2 separate regions of the Oryctolagus cuniculus genome follow, and region 1 is linked to region 2. A link is a contact called in public Hi-C data. All regions are on one chromosome and are shown on one strand. The core of a region is the stretch at or near the end of the contact, and the rest is flanking DNA. Distances in the headings are between cores, read along the strand shown.

Region 1 (3,518 bases), core at 725-3,224, 110 kb after region 2:
GTGTGTATTTATGTGTGAGGGTATGTGAAGGTGTGTGTGTGTGAGGGTGTGTGTCTGTATGAGAGTATGTATCTGTTTCATGATAGTGCAATTTGCCCTCCTTGTATGTGGCTTAATACATATCAAAAGAATCCTTCCTCTTTTTGGAGATCATTTCCAAGGAGCTCCTTAAATATTCAAGAAAATGTGTTCTAGACATGAAAAATGTTGGCCAACCACCCAGCATTCTTTCCATAATGCTTCCAGTGAGTTTTTGTTCTTTAGTTTAACAGGTGTAAAATCATCTTAGGGAGGCATTCATTTGTTTGTGACACCCTGTGACTTCTGATTATTTGCTTCCTGAGTGACCGCTAAGCCTAGGGTCTCCAGAAAAGGCCAACAGGCTCACGAGGTGGGCTAGGCAAAAACCTGCTGAATTGTCAGGAAACATAGGAAAAGCTGAAAACACTGATTCTAGATTTCAGAAGTTTCCTGAATAAGGTTCAATACAGCAGAAAAAAGTACCTGGGATATCTTCGATCTCACTCAGAATCCCAGAAGTGTCTGTTCACTCAACAGGCAGTGGAGAGATCGTGCAGTCTGCCCTCTGCTGGCTGACACAGCAAATGCAGATGTCCATTGTCCAGCTGCAGCTGCAAAGCCAAACACAGTGCATGTGGGTCAGTGATTCAACAAGCACCCACACATGGCTTGAATCAGAAGTGAATGAAATAATAGCACACAGTATAGGACATAAAACCGTAACTACATAATGGCTTAGTTATATGGTATCAGCGGTGATTGCAATAAGCACTGTAATTTAGGGAGAGGTCATGTAGATTAGAGGTTAAGAGCATGAACATTGGAGTGATTTATTCATTCAATAAATATTTCTGGAGTGCCCACTAAATATCAGGCAGTGTTCTATAGGGATTCAACTGTAAGTAACACAGGCAAGGTCTCTGCACATAGCTTATTTTGCGCTGGTGCAGTGTAGCTAAACAAGCAAATAGAAAAGTGAGAAAATGCCAGAAATTCTGAGTGCTCTGAAGAACATAGAATAAGCCACGATGGTGAAAAATAGCTGGGGCACTGTTTTAGACAGGGTGGGCCAGGAGAGCTTCTGGGAGGTAATGCGCAGTGGAAGGTAAGAACTAGCTGTGAACAGGTTTGGAGAGACATTCCCAATAAAAGCCAGTGAAAAGATCCTGGGATGGGGTTGAGATCCACTTTTGTGGCATGTTTTTTAAGACACAAAAATATAAAAGCTGGGGCCGGCACTGTGGCTTAGTGGGTAAAGCCTCTGCATGCAGTGCCAGCATCCCATGTGGGTGCCCCTTCGAGTCCCAACTGCTCCTCTTCCGATCCAGCTCTCTGCTATGGCCTGGGAAAGCAGTAGAAGATGGCCCAAGTGCTTAGGCACCTGCACCGGTGTAGGAGACCTGGAAGAAGCTCCTGGCTTCTAATCAGCTCAACTCCAACCGTTGCGGCCATTTGGGGAGTGAACCAGAGTATGGAAGACTCTCTCTGTCTTCTCTCTGCCTCTGCCTCTCTGTAGCTCTGCCTTTCAAATAAGTAACTACATCAGTGTGGCTGTAGTATAGAGAAAGTTAGAGGGAAAGAGATCCAGGATAAGAGTTGGAATGGAGGCTGCAGACAGAATCTTGGTAGCTGTGTGGTCTCAGGTTAGTTTTTTAACATCTCCTACACTCACGTTTTCTCAGTTGTAGCATGGACACAATACCCATATAGTAAGTACTACATAAGGCTACCAAATAGCGTAGTGGAATTACACACTATTAAGTCAGGTGGGATCTGTGGAGCCCATCCTATGATCACTGGTCACGGCAGTGAGAGAGTGCTCAGAAGGAGGCTTCACACCAGGTGGGAAACCGAAGTCAGAACTGGCACGGGCAGGTAGATGTCAGAGGAGAAGGGCCGTCATTCTAGACCCTGAACTCTATGGGCAGCTGCAGGGACGCTTGATGAGCATGGTACATCCATCTGCCCCAGTGACAACACTGGTCTGCGGTGGGGTAAGGCCAGTGCGGGACGGGATCACAGGTGACCTTGGGAAACCTGGTGATGGGGCAGGCACCCCCAGGGCACAGAAGGAGAGCACAGTGGAGGTGGGAGAGAGGCCCGGCCGCATAGAAGGCTTCCGGGAACTCTATGAGCTCAGCTTAGCGTCAACCCCACGATGGCGCCGGCGCCCAAGGCTGGCCCTGATTCCGGAAGGCGTCTGCAGACCACAGGGAACACGGGAACGACTGCGCTGCTCCCCGTCCACCCTGGGATCTTATTTTTTTTTTTTTTTTTTTCTTTCTCAAAGCCCCTGGGTGAGGACAAGGGCTCGCACAAGCCTGAGCGCCTCCAGTCACGGCTCCTCCGCCCCTGCCAGGGACTGCAGGGTCTGTTTCTGAGTTACGACCGGTTCAGGAAGATGCCGTCTGGCCCTCGCTGTGTTTATTTTCGGAAGAAGTTATGAGCTGCAGGGAGGGGGGAGATGGGCCACTCCCACCTTTCTGGGGCAGGCCTGGAAAATTGCTTACGTCTCAGGGTGTCTCCCTGGAATGTCTTGGTCTCAAGCCTGGTTCTTGTCTTTGTCTGGTGAATATTTTTGGAAAGTCCGCTCCTTCAGCACTCCCTCCCCTCCCCCGCCCCTGTGAAACCACAGAGCCGGATCCCTCCCAGGGTGAGTCTGAGCCGCTGTTTTCCAGCCTGGATGCCTTGGCCTTGGGGCCTTTGGTGAGCTGCTTCAGACAAGAGTCAGGCTGAGCCGAAGGGGGCGTTTTATCAATGAAAATAGCTGCCCTAGCGCACAGACCAAGACGTGGGAAAATAGACTGTAGCGATGGTACGCAATGGACACACTACTGGGCACGTCAGAGGGCCGGGCGGGGAGCGCCTGGGGCGACCCTGGCGGCCCTGAGTTCTGTGTGCAGCGTGGAGCTCCGACCCCTAGAGGGCAGTCACGGCCCTCCCCGGGCCGCAGCCCCAAGCTTGTCCGTAATGGTTGCCTTCTCCCATTTCATTGTTTTTCATCCCCATGTTTGAAGGGCTTTGCTGAGTAAGCTTCGTTTGAGTAGAAACAACAGGCTTTACAGCACAGCTGTGACCTGTGACACTGTCCCTTGGGATGGGCCTGGCATGATAGGCTCCCCGCTGATACCATTCCAGCCGGCAAGGAAACTTGTGTTACAGCCGCTCTGCCCAGGCTGGTACGGAGAGAGGACTGTCTTCTGAAGGCGTTGATCACGTCTATTATATCAGATCCATTGAGAAAAGCAGGTTGTAAGCCATAGGTAATGTGGGTTATATGGCCCAGTGGAAGAATTATGAGTTATTTTCACTTTTTTTATTATAAATTTGTCCTGTTGTGAGATTACCCATAGACTTTTAAAATCCAATTTATAATATATATTTTTAAAAATAGTTTACAGGCCGGCGCCGTGGCTCAATAGGCTAATCCTCCACCTTGCGGCGCCGGCACACCGGGTTCTAGTCCCGGTCGGGGCGCCGGATTCTGTCCCAGTTGC
Region 2 (3,637 bases), core at 98-2,597:
ATTGAGTAGAGGTGAGATTTGGGTGGAAGGCCAACAGGGTCAATATTTAATTTTTAAATTGTACATTGGAAGTGAACTTTCGCCTGTGGCCAGTGGGGGGTGCTGTGTGAACAGAGTAACTCTTACAGTACCACCTGCAGATGACAGTGTCTCGCTACAGCTCAGGGGAGCGTGATCTGAAAGTAATGAGCAGCAAGTTCAGCTCTGCTGTTAATTCTGGAGCTTGTGTCTCCTGTGAAATTTAACTCCATCCCCATTATTATGTCAGCAGAATTGATGAACATTTATCAAATGTCCTCTCTGACCAGGGCACTATTGAGTGTAAAAGACGTGCGTGCGGAATTTAAGGAAGAGATCACACTGAAGCTTTGGATATTGTGACGCAAGCATTATGGAAATGCCGTAAATGGTAGATTAGCTATTGATGAGAGATAACGGTGCTGTGGAAAGCTGTGAACAATGATGAAAGTCTTTGAAAGCAAAAACGTGTCTCCCACCTTCTATTTGCCTAAGTCACCATCGGTGGGAGAGAGCAAGGGGTTGGGGCTGGTGTGCAAGAAAGCCAGAGGGCCGCACTAGGTAGAAGTAAAAGGCTGTTATAGTGCCACTGCTGATTCCCAAGAGGTAAAGTTAGTATCATCAGCATCTATGATTTTTGAGATTGCTTCTGCTTCGTTTGTGATCTAGGATCTTTCTTTCATTCTTTCAGTCTTGCCTCTTGAAATTAGCTTCAGAGATTAACTCAGAGTCTCTAAGCAAATTTTAAATTCATCTTTTAATTTTTAAAGAGATTGCCTTTACAAGTATTTCGACTATGAATTTTCATGTTGGGATTTAAGGCATTTAACCTATGTCTTGACATCAGCTTATTTATCATCTAAATAATTCCAATTTGACAATCTGGTAAGAGAAATAGATATCATTTCTTTAATATGTATTTTTGGTTATCAGTGAAGTCAAGGATTTTTTTTCTTAAGACTTATCAGCCGTTTATATTTCTTATGGAAATTGCCTCTTCCTGGCCCTCTTTTCCTATTGATTTGTCTATCACATTAATTAATTAAGACAAAATTAATTTGGGAGTGTTAACAAGCCCTATGTTTTGATAATACAATCATGATTCTAAAGTAGTTCCAGATAATTGGAAAATGTGAATGCGTGGCTTCTGCCTCATCCTTATGGTTGGTGTTGTGGCTGATAGACCATTCTCAATGTTCCTTCTTGGCTGGCCCTGAAGTCCCTGTCTGCCTTGTGACTATTCCAAAGGCTGCAGAGCAGGTGTCTCTGATGTCGGTGCAGATTCCTAGAAAAAAGGCAGGTGGCGCTGTTGAACAGTCCTCCTGGACCCTGGCGTCTGGCTGCTAAAGAGCACCGTTCAACTTACAGTCTAAAGAGAAGCCGTCTTATTCTCCCATCTGTCTCGGTAGTGACTCACTCATTTCTGCATCTCGCACAGAAATGAAGAATTCATCATTACTTAACGATGAATTGTTGAAATGTTAGTTTGATGACTTGCAAAGTGCATTTTGCACGTTTGCTTGTTTTGTTTCTTTTATTACCCAGGATGCTAGAATAAGTCATGAGTGATTGACTTGGCCACAACAGTAAGGCTCTTCCATCCAAAGTTCTGAGAAAAATGCACTTTATGAAGAAATTATGCATGGATTTTAAAAAATTGTACCAAAACAAGCATCTCTTTTAATTCCATTTTCCATGAAGATTTTGAAGTAACCTGGCATAATTTCTCTTAGGGCCAGGCTTTCAAAAAGAGGACCCTTCTGGTAAGCTGGCAAAGCATATGGGTCCTTTGTCAGAAAAACGTGTTTTAATTAAATTATATGGAAATATAGTTACTAAAATGTTACACACGCTTGTGATAAAAACAAAGGTTCTTATTAATTCCATAAAAAGCATGTTCTAGAGATGGGTCTTGCTAACTATCATAGTGTCAACGTTGTTAAGAATATAAATAATATTTTGCAATATAGGCAGTTGTGATGATGTGATTAAAAAAAATCTGTGATTTCCATTGGTGACTGAGTCACAGGCACTGCTAATATTTCCATAGTTTATTATGAACATGTATAAATCATGATGTGTTCTTGAATTCTGTGCAAGGGTCTTTGGAGGTTATGGATGCCTAGCTAACCTCCCCTGGTCCCTGGGCTAGGATGGAGACAGGGATGTGTTTTAAAGGGATGCAAAGGAATTTTATGAAGTTCTAGAAATATTCAGTCTTGATTGTGGTGTTGGGTACATGACTGCCTATATTTGTCAAAAACTTCCAAACTGTACACGAAAAAGGATGAATTTTGTGGTATGTAGAGTAGGCCTTGATTTTTAAAAAGTAAAGAAAGGAAGAGAGGGAGAGAGTGAGAATGAAAGAAAGCAGTAGCGATGCGTTGAGCATTGCTGCCAATGGAAGGAACCCCTGGAAGATCCCTTCTGTTTTGGAGCTGGGTCTCCTGCCCAATTATCAGTGTAACAGGAGGGGTCAAGTGAGAAGACTCTGAAACAAGACTCTCTGAGCCCAAGTTCTGTCTCTGTGGCTCATTTTCTTTGTGACTCTGGGCAAGTTACATCATATCTCTGTGCCTCACTTACTCACCTGTGCCATGAGGGTGGTAATAACCATACCTATTTCATAAAGCTAGTTGAAAATTAATTGTGTCTTATATTTAAAATACTAAGACTGGTGCCTGGTACACAGTAAGCACTACAGTGTCATCTGATATTTAGAAATACTTGGGAGGAGGTCAAGGCCAGAGAGAGCAGCTCAATACCAGTGATTGCATTAGTAATCACAGAAAGATAGTGCTGGACCGTGTTTGGTCAGGGAAATGTTAGTCATTAACACCAATGACAAAAAGGTGAGTTTGTGTGTCCCAAAGGCATGCCAACTTACTTGCTAATATTCTTCTAAATGCGTTAGAGGTACCTGTTTTGTTTTTCTTTCAGTATTGCCTGAACTTTAGCCCCCACATGCATCATCAGCTCCCCAACATCCTCTTCCATTTCCAAATAACTTCCCTGCTGCACCACCCCATGGGATGCATTTCCCAGAGACCAAGCCAGTGCACTGTCTGCAGTGTTTGCAGATGAAAATCACCCAAGGACATGAGAAAGGAGCCAGGTTTCCTATAAAGCCCCAACTGACTGTGCAGCGAGTGCTTATGTTGGAGTGTTGGAACCATGCATGCGATTGCTATTTAGTGCCTTCAGACATGCCACAACACTGTGCTGAGTATTTACCACACAGCCGAATGCTAATCCAGCCAAGTTTCCAGTGGGGCCCCGCTGAGACTTAGGCCCAAGGTGTTTCACCAGTTGAGCAGTTTGTGGGCTGGCAAATAAATTACCTACAAGTGAAGAATTTTTTGCAAGTAGCTTTTTATGCCGTTAGCCAGACAACAGCTCATTTATCTGGAAAAGCAGAACCAGGGAATTATGGAAACCTGAAGTCATGAAATAATCCCTGAGTTTCATCTAAAATAGTTCTAACCTTTCTCACTAAACCTGCATAATGCCAACCTGGAAAGCATGGTGAGGCCACCAAATGTAAGAATGAGAGACTTTAGAGAAGCCGAAGTCAGGGTGGCCACCAGAAACAGGTGGCCAGAATACATGGCCCCAAAGG

Evidence for each region. A called contact is a pair of places that touch in the nucleus more often than the background predicts.
Region 1: a contact with region 2 is called in a Hi-C map of liver, with 9 times the contacts expected there. The contact joins two enhancer-like sites. A contact is called at or near these places in 5 of 6 Hi-C or Micro-C datasets (embryonic fibroblasts, liver, psoas muscle and 2 more).

The regions. Positions count from the first base shown.
Region 1 is chr10:80,027,312-80,030,829 of mOryCun1.1, forward strand. The region is part of intron 4 of FRMD4B (FERM domain containing 4B); the gene reads left to right. Among named protein-coding and RNA genes, the nearest start is that of LMOD3, 180 kb to the right of the region's middle. Within about 2 kb of position 1,975, at least 3 of the 8 cell types and tissues checked have an H3K27ac peak or open chromatin away from gene starts, as enhancers often do.
Region 2 is chr10:79,918,599-79,922,235 of mOryCun1.1, forward strand. All of the region lies in intron 2 of FRMD4B (FERM domain containing 4B), which reads left to right. Among named protein-coding and RNA genes, the nearest start is that of FRMD4B, 120 kb to the left of the region's middle. Within about 2 kb of position 1,348, at least 3 of the 8 cell types and tissues checked have an H3K27ac peak or open chromatin away from gene starts, as enhancers often do.